Linked DNA regions of Mustela erminea: region 1 is linked to region 2. Evidence: chromatin contacts called from public Hi-C data. All regions are on one chromosome and are shown on one strand. Each heading gives the region's core, a stretch centred on a gene start, on an enhancer-like site or on the middle of the called end of the contact. The rest is flanking DNA. Distances are from core to core; before and after follow the strand shown.

The links. Hi-C and Micro-C count contacts between places; a contact is called where the count stands out from the background.
Region 1: a Hi-C map of fibroblasts shows a contact between it and region 2, with 4 times the contacts expected there. The contact joins the promoter of CNN3 here to the enhancer-like site in region 2. A contact is called at or near these places in 2 of 3 Hi-C or Micro-C datasets (fibroblasts and skeletal muscle).

The regions. Positions count from the first base shown.
Region 1 is chr10:29,343,434-29,347,597 of mMusErm1.Pri, forward strand. CNN3 (calponin-3) reads left to right here and starts at 2,056. Exons shown (of 7, transcript XM_032360598.1): 1 at 2,056-2,400. The coding sequence starts at 2,344.
Region 2 is chr10:29,232,691-29,236,990 of mMusErm1.Pri, forward strand. The region is part of intron 2 of ALG14 (UDP-N-acetylglucosamine transferase subunit ALG14 homolog); the gene reads left to right. Among named protein-coding and RNA genes, the nearest start is that of ALG14, 28 kb to the left of the region's middle. Within about 2 kb of position 2,966, the one cell type or tissue checked has open chromatin away from gene starts, as enhancers often do. A contact at or near this core is called in fibroblasts, where this site is marked.

The DNA.
Region 1 (4,164 bases), core at 806-3,305, 110 kb after region 2:
ACAGAAAGCCTATCAGTGGTTGCTTGGTCAGGTAGGGTAGCAAAGAGGAGAAAGAGGGAAGGGTTACAAAAGACTGACTTTTCAGTAGACAGTGGCATTAAGTATACTATCATTGCTATCCATTTCCAGAGCTTTTTCATCATTCCAAACTGCAGCTCTGTACCTATTAAACAATAACTCCCATTAAACAAAACTTACCTTTATGTCTGTAAGTTTTTCATGACAAAATTGAATATAGTTCTTGAACATTCTACAAGGAATTAACTATAAGTAGAGTAACATAATGGTGCAGATGTTTTCCATCTGCACTGTACCTCAAATCTGGCCACCACTTCTCACTCAAAAGAAAAGTGGGCGAGGTTTTGTGGATGACAAATGGCCACTATCACACTACTGGAAAAACAGCCCAAACGGCTTGTCTCACTAATTGTAGCTCAATTGTGTCATTTGTGTGGGAAGAATGACTTAATTATCATTACTGCCTCCTGTCTAAGTTAGCAAATCACATATAAATCATTCACTTTCCTCCCTATTAGCCTCCCCCCTCCCATTCCCCTGACCCCAGTCATTCCAAAGTCCATAGCTGGTTTTTGCATTTTAAAAAAATTTTTATTAATTTTTTTTTTTTTGCATTTTCTTTTAAAGTTGCCTTATTATTTTCTGTTTCAGGATGGTAAGGTGTTTGGCTTCTCTTCTCCTGATTCCATGATTTCTTCTGGCACAGGAGCCAGGGTTTGGTAAACAAAACTCTTCTACGAGGATCTCAGGGGTTGAAACATGTCCTAGGTGTGCCCAGGAAAATGATGGCAAGAGCTGAAGTTTTGCAGATGGGCAGACCTTGGCCAGGATACTTAGGTCTGAGTTTCATTCTCATCTCTGCCACGGATATGATATCTACCTACTAGCTGTTGGTAGGGGTAAATGAGATAATGTTTGCAGGACATCTGGTACAGTGCGAGGAGCCTGGGTGAATGATGAAAGTTATGTTCTCTTCTTCCTAAGTATCAAATTACTTGGAAATCAGAGTAAAGAAAGTGGTGGGGAGAAAGCAGAACTATGGAAGTATGGAGGCCACTTCTGGCCCAAAGGAGAGTACCTAGCTCTATACAAAGAGGCCACTGGATTAAAAAAAATTTTTTTTTAAAGAGAGCAACAGCCACCTGGGTGTTTGGACTAGCTGAATTCTGGATAAAGATGGTTGTGACGGGCGCCTGGGTGGCTCAGTGGGTTAAAGCCTCTGCCTTCAGCTCAGGTCATGATCTCAGGGTCCTGGGATTGAGTGCTACATCGGGCTCTCTGCTCAGCAGGAAGCCTGCCCCCCCCCGCCCCCGCCTCTCTGCCTACTTGAGATCTCTGTCAAATAAATAAATAAATCTTAAAAAAAAAAAAAAAAAGCTCGTGAAAAAGAGCTGTGCGAATCCAGAAAATGACTTGAAATGCCCCAGGCTTTGCCATGGCACAGTCCCGTTTTTTTCCGCACTGCATTTAGAGGCTTAGAGACTGAGTGGGCTCAAATTTGGCCAAAAGCCTTGTCTGTTCCCTTGGCGGCAGCGGGGTAGAGGTCAGACCAACAGGTGTGAGAAGCGGCGAGGTACGGAAGAAGGAGCAGGTGTAGGAGGAGCGCCCCCCCCACCCCGCCCTCGCTCTGGCACAGGAGCTCCCAGGCTGCTCGTGGTGTTCCCAGCAGCGGGTGCAAGAGCCCTGCCCCGCGTCAGAGCTCTCTGGGCTCGGAAAAAAGACCCTAGTGGGCTTCCCTCCCTCCGCTAGCCCCGAGCGCAGCGGCGGATGCCTGGAAGTTGACGTACATTCTGAGCTGCTGGGAAGCCCCTAGGCGCCCGACGCCGGCGCTGGGCGGGCTCCAGTCCGCGGGCCTGGGCTCCGCCCTCGCCGCCCAGCCCTCTGCCCAGCTGGGAGGAGGGGCCCCTCGCCGCGGGTCTCCGCGACGTGAGGACGGAGGCGGAGGCCCGAGCCCCGCGCGGGGAGAGAGCGCGGCGCCCGCTGCCCTTCAATTGGCCCGCCCCCCACCTAGTCGGAGAAGAGAGAGGAGGCGGCTCTCCATTGGCCCGGCCCGTCGGCCAATCCCTGAAGACCCGGGGGAGAAGGTGGGGGCAGTTTGTGGGGGGACTCGGGAGCAGAGCGGGAGGCTCTGCGGGACCCAGTCGGACCGAGCAGCCGAGGCACCGCCCGCGCCCCGCTGCCGCGTCTGGGCGTCTCCTGCGCCGCCCAGGGGAGCGAGCTCCGAGCCTCTCGCGCTGCGGCCACTCCTCGGGGCCAGGAGCGGGGAACCCTAGAACGAGAAACCCTCAGAGCCGAGCGCAGCCTCTTCCCGCCTCCCGAACCACCATGACCCACTTCAACAAGGGCCCTTCTTACGGGCTCTCGGCCGAGGTCAAGAACAAGGTACGCCGGGTCTCGGGTGGAGGCGTCGCCGCCGTGGGCGAGGGGTGGGAAGCTGGACGCCGCCCCAGGGGTCCCTGGGACTCGGGCGGTGCTGGGCCGCGCGCTTCGCCTCTGCACGCCTTGCCCGTCTGGCTTTGGAGGGAGGAGACGTCGGGGCGGCGCGAGAGTGGCCGCGCTTCTCGGTCCCGTCCCGGGACTCGAAGCGCGGGCGTCCCGGCGCTCTCCCGGCTTTGTCCGCGCCGCTGGCTGGGACTGGTGGAGGGCGGCGAGTTCCCGGGCTCCTGGAACCCCGCAGCGCCAGCCTGCAGTTCCCGGAGCCAGACCGTGGCTGCAGCACGCGCCCCTCGGGGAAGGGGGCGCTCCTGCCTGGTGATTCGCCCTTAGGTGGGGCCCGTCGGTGCGGCCCGGGACCTAGCACGCAGACCCCGCCGTGCGCCCTGGCCCGGGCTACTGGCCGACCCAGCGTTTTCTCCCTCCCCAAACCTTGGCCGAATTCAGCCACGAGCGAAGTTAGGCGGTTACGTGGCCGAACTGGGCCCTCCATTGTTCCTTGCTTCCCGGAGAAGGGACCGTTGAGGGGTGCACCGACTCAGGGAGCCTCGGACACTTCCCACTTTTCGAATTGCGGTGCTGCTGTGCTGCTGCAGAAAACAGACAAAGCCTGAGCGCGCCGCTTTGGGAGTGATATCTGCTGTAGAGGAGATTTTATTTTTTCTTAAATAGAAGTTTGTAGTACATTAGACTTTACCGATATCAAGGATATTTTCGTGGGTTGCTTTTGTTCGGGGTATATTTGCTGAGACGGGTTGTAGTTTGGTGTGATCTGGCTCTGGTAACTCTCAGCTTTGCCACTGCCTAGCCGAAGAATGCACGGGTTTATCTTTGGGACTTTTGGTCTGGGAAAGAGATGAGAGGCGGCCCCCTCCCCAAATCCTCTCCTTCCTTCCTCCCTCCCTCCCTCCCTGCATTCCAAGCCCATGACATCAAGGGTTTCAGGGGGGAGAGCGCAGCCAATCGGCGCGGAACTGCGCACAGAACGCTCATTGTCTCCTTTCTGCTGTTCTGGCCAAAGCGCCACAAAGGATTGCTGCTGTGGTTTTAATTCCCATTAACCTCCCGGGAGCCGAAGCTTGTCAGGATTGCCACCGCACCGTTCCACCGCTGGTAGAATACGCTGTCGGAGCTGTAACAGCCCAGTGTCCGGGGTGTATGCGGTGTGGAGTGAATTATCGAGAGGCAGTGAAGCGCACCGTTGTCAAACCCTAAGGGGGAGTTCTGTCTCTTCTCACCCTGTTACAGCCTGCGCATCACAATTCAGTTGTTAATAAATTGTGAACAATCGGTGAAGCAAAGCGTTGATTTTGGTCCCCGAATCTAAACTTGGAACGTTGAGGTCCTTTACCTTGTCAAGTGTGTTGCCCTTATTAGAAAACAGTCTTCTGAAATTTTTTTTTAAAGGACAGAAAAGTAAGTGGTTTGTGTCTGATCCTGCGGGTTCTTTCCAAGGCTTACACATGGAGCTTTAGGAATCTTTTCCGAGGAATCAGCAAGTCCAAACTGTTGGATGGGATACCCTGGCCTGGCTTGGGCACATTAATTTTAATTCGCCCTTGTGATTCTTGGCCCACAGCAGTTGAGTCTCTTCCTTTTGCATTGTAAATGAGGTCCCGATAACTTTGGCAGTCCTTCAAGTGACTTATTTTTCTTGGATGTTAATATCCGTATTAATTTCTTTTTGCTGACTAATGAAGCAGCTTCTGCCCT
Region 2 (4,300 bases), core at 1,716-4,215:
ATAACATACTATGGTTGTTTGAGCCTTCTGGTGATTTGTCTGGCTTCTCTAAGCCAGTTAAATTTGTGTGGGATTCTTACACCACAAGGAGCCAGTGGCAGTTTATAATATGGTGCTTCTGTTTCTCCATTTTGAAGCAAAATAAAGACATTCTAATAGCCAGTGTTCGAATGTAAACATTTACATATAGCATAATTTCTTAAGTACGCACTTACATTATGGGCCCTAACGTAACAATTTTTTTATGGTTCTCATAAATTCAGGATGTGGCCTGTTTCCCTCTGCCCTTCCTTTTGCCCAGATGGAGCTTCTTTGGTCCCTTTTAGCCATTAGGCTCCAGGAAAAAATTGTGGAGCTGGTAGTTAGACCTATGCCAGGCATAACATCATTCCAAGCCATACAAGTAGTGAGGCTGACAATTACACTTGCAGTTTCAGGATTGACCAAAGAGCTGAGCTTCGGAAGGAAGAAAAAGTGGTGAGTGCAGAGGGATGTTCACTTGTCCTTCAAGAACATGATAGATGCTCAGTTCATGGCAGCTGATGAGGAAGTGCCACGAAGTGACCTATGGGTGAAGAAGTCATAGGTTCCACACTGGGGCCTGCTGGTTAGCTCTGCCCCCTTGGGCGAGTTAGCCTCTCTGGACCTCATTCTTTCACTGAAGCAGAGACCTGGCTGAGATCAGGGGGTTCTCAAAAGGCTGCTATGATCACCACAACTGGCTCTCGGGTCTGACTTATCGAAGACAAATGATTGCTCTCTTCCAGGAGAACAATCTCCAGATTGGCTCTCAAGATCCATTGGAGCCTGCCTAGAATCTTCATTTCTGAATGCTGCCTTTTCCTAGAATCGTAGGCATGTGTTTGAAGGCCCTGCTTCTCAATCTCCATTTTCCACTGCTCTCTGCTGTGCTCTTGGTACACCAGAACATAATTTCCCAAATATCCCGTGCTATTTCATATGTCACTCTGAACATGTCTGGAAGACCCCTTTCCCCCTCTCTGCATGCTTGGTAAATTTCATATCCTTCTAAGTCATATCAAGTATCTTTTCCATAAAGCTTGACTTAGTTTATCAAAGTATAGTCCACCGTTTCTTACTTGGTGCTAACCTTATATTTAATAACTATGTCTCTTGTTGTATTAATCTCTCTGATTGCAGTGACTAGTTTTTCTGGGTCGTTCTGCCACACTGTAATGAATTCCTTATGAATGTCTTACCTACCCTTGTGTTTCTAGCCCAGTTCCTGTCACCTGGTAGGTACACTAGAGTATTTAATGAATGAATGAATCTGTGCTCACAGTGAAAAATACAACTCTGAAATTCAGTATTTGTCTATGTTACTGATATATTTTCTTTTTTAAAAAGGGACAATGGTCTTAAATTCATATCATTTTTGTTTTCATTTGTTTTCTTTAAGTAGGCTCCCTGCCTAGCATGGAGCCCAATATAGGGCTTGAATTCGTGACCCTGAGATAAAGACCTGAGCTGGGATCAAGAGTCAGATGCTTCAACTGACTCAGCCACTGAGGCACTGTGAATTCTGACTGTTTTAAAGCTAAAAGGAAGAGTGTTTCAGCTATAAGTGGAAAACTAAACCCCAAAATGACTTGAACAATTAAAAGGGAATTTGTTGACTTACAAAATGGGAAAAATTCAGTCTTACTTCTGGGTGAGACTTGGTCCAACTGCCCAGGGATTTCACTAGGAATAGTGTCTCTCTGCTCTGTCTCCTGCAGGGTCAGCTCCATTGGCCTCCCTCCCCATGGTGCTGCCTCTGTCAACTCCATTCTCTCCCCTCAGGGTGGCAAAAACCAGTAGTCCCTCCTGGCTTCCTATCTTTGTGCTAGCCTGTGTGTAGGGAAGAAAGTCTCTTACATATCTCTCTAACATACATTTTTTAATATATGTTATACTTCACATTATTGAACATGTAGGAGACCAAGAAGGTGAAGCTTTTTTCCCAGAAGCCACAGCAGAGGTCTCCAGTCTCATGGTCTTCAGTTGGCTTATAGTCCCATCTTTCAGCCAGTTGTTGTGGCCAGGAATGAGGGTTATTCCCATGTTGCTTAAGCCATCTCAGGCCTACTCTTGGACTAGAGGTTTGGGGGTGAATGAGGCAGGAGCTGAAATCCCACCCAAACTGTCTGCCTTAGAAGGGGAAAGGGGTGAGTTACCCAAAAGAAAGTTGGTTATTGTTGGCAGAAGGAGGGGACAATACAAGCCTGGGAAGAGGACAACTCTTATTCATTATAAAGGACAGTAGGAATTTGGGGGGCCAGACTCCCCTAATTATTTTAAGAACAAATGACTTTTTTTATTTCCTTGAAGCCCAGACCTCCAAGTAGGGAAAGGCTTCCCAAGGTAAAGTGAGGAGTGGCTGAAAGCCATGGACAAGCCTAGAGCAGCAACCTGGCTTGTTGTTGACAAGTCAGACTTCAGAGCCAGTTGTAGAGTCATGGTGGCTGGTTGAGGATCCATGATCTTTCCAGGCCTCCTTGTGAGAGACTGAAGTCCAGAGAGCTTGACTCATCCAAAGGGACAGAGCTGGTTCTCGGCCAGACCCAGTCTGGAACCCATGGCCCCTTCACTCCTTCATGGCCCTTCTTCATCAGCTACCATGAAGTAAGCAACTACCATGTACTTAAAGGACATGCACATAAAAACATTTTTGTGCATGCAGTCAATTATGGTCATTTTGATTTCAGAATATGGGACCATCCAACATATTTTTTTAATATATGCTATACTTCACATTATTGAAAAAATAGTTATGAAAGAAAGCTGAAACCATTTTTGGTTGAATGAAATCTTACCATTTTAGTTTTGTCTTGTTTCCAAGATTCTGCAATAGTGTGGCATTCATTAAATAATAAACATATTGTACATTTCAGTGTGTGGTAACCCCAAAGAATGACTTCATAGACCACTTAATCTGCTGTGTTGTGGTTTATGATGCCATCTGGATTCTTGGTGGAATTATTTCCATCTAAATCACTATAAACTTCTATTTAGGTTGTCACAGATCTAATGCCAGATATGTTTGTGGGTTTTAGCAGTGATGTAATTCTGGAAGATACTTTGAAAGTTACAAGTTGTCATATACTATTAGCATTTAACTCAGTGTTTCACATAATTTCAGACAAACTAGAAGCCTGAAAAATAATCTATTCCTTTTTTTTTTTTATAAGCATTCTTCCTTTCTTGTCTGTCTTCTACTATACATTTCATTATGCCTCAGTCAAGCATGTGTGGGAAACACTGGGAGGCTCCGTGGGTATACACAGTACTATAGAGCACATGGCCTCTGCCCCTTCGTAATGAGGATGCTTAGATGGATGGAAAGGGTGTCTCACTAGTATATGTCTTTTTCTAAAATATGGTGGGGAGAGAATGTCACTTTTTTGTCTTTTGGTACCAGGGGTGTGCTAAAGACTGGGTCATGTTGCAGGATCTGCACGAACTGCAGGATATACACAGCTACGCCGAGATGTATTGAGGTAAAGAGTCAGCATCTTCTCCAGCACAGACCACAGTCTGAATGTCTAGAAATTACAGTGACAGTCATTGATCTGTTCAGCAAGTACTGATAAGCATCTGTGTTGTGTGAAACACTGTTGTGCACACTGGGATTTCAGCCGTGAGCGAGATGAAATCCTTTCTCTCGTGGAGCTTGTTTTTGAACAGAGAGGCAGACAACAGTTGAACACACAAATGAACAAGTTAATTGGGAGTATGAGTAATTGCTGTGAAGATGGTAAAATAAGACAGTGTGGCGAAGGGTGACTGCGTATTAGAGGAGGGGCCGGTGGGGAGCCTGTCTCCTCTCTGAGGAGATAATGTTCCAGCAAGACCTGAGTTGAGCCAATCTGGGGGGCACAGCAGACCACTCAGAATAAGCCAAAAAGACCCTCAGGAAGGAGTGAGCTTGATGCATTCACACAGCAGAAGGAAGGCTGGTATGACTGGTGGGTGAACAAGGAATGATCAGAAATTTGGATTTCATCACAAGCGTTTAGGGAGTTTTAAGCAGGAGAATGAAAGGGAATGTCTGCTCTACATTATAATCTCTGGCAATTCTGTAGAGAATAAAGCATAGGGGATCCAGAGATGAAGTAGAGATTAATTAGGAGACTAGTGTAGTTATCATGAGAGATAGCAATCATCGGACCAGGAGTAGCAGGGATGTAAGGAGTAAGTAGATAGATGAGGAACGTGTGTAGAGGTTTTGAAAGAAGGACACCCAGGAGCAGGTCCCCCCACCCTCCATCCCTGCCAAGACCAACATAGATTTCATGAT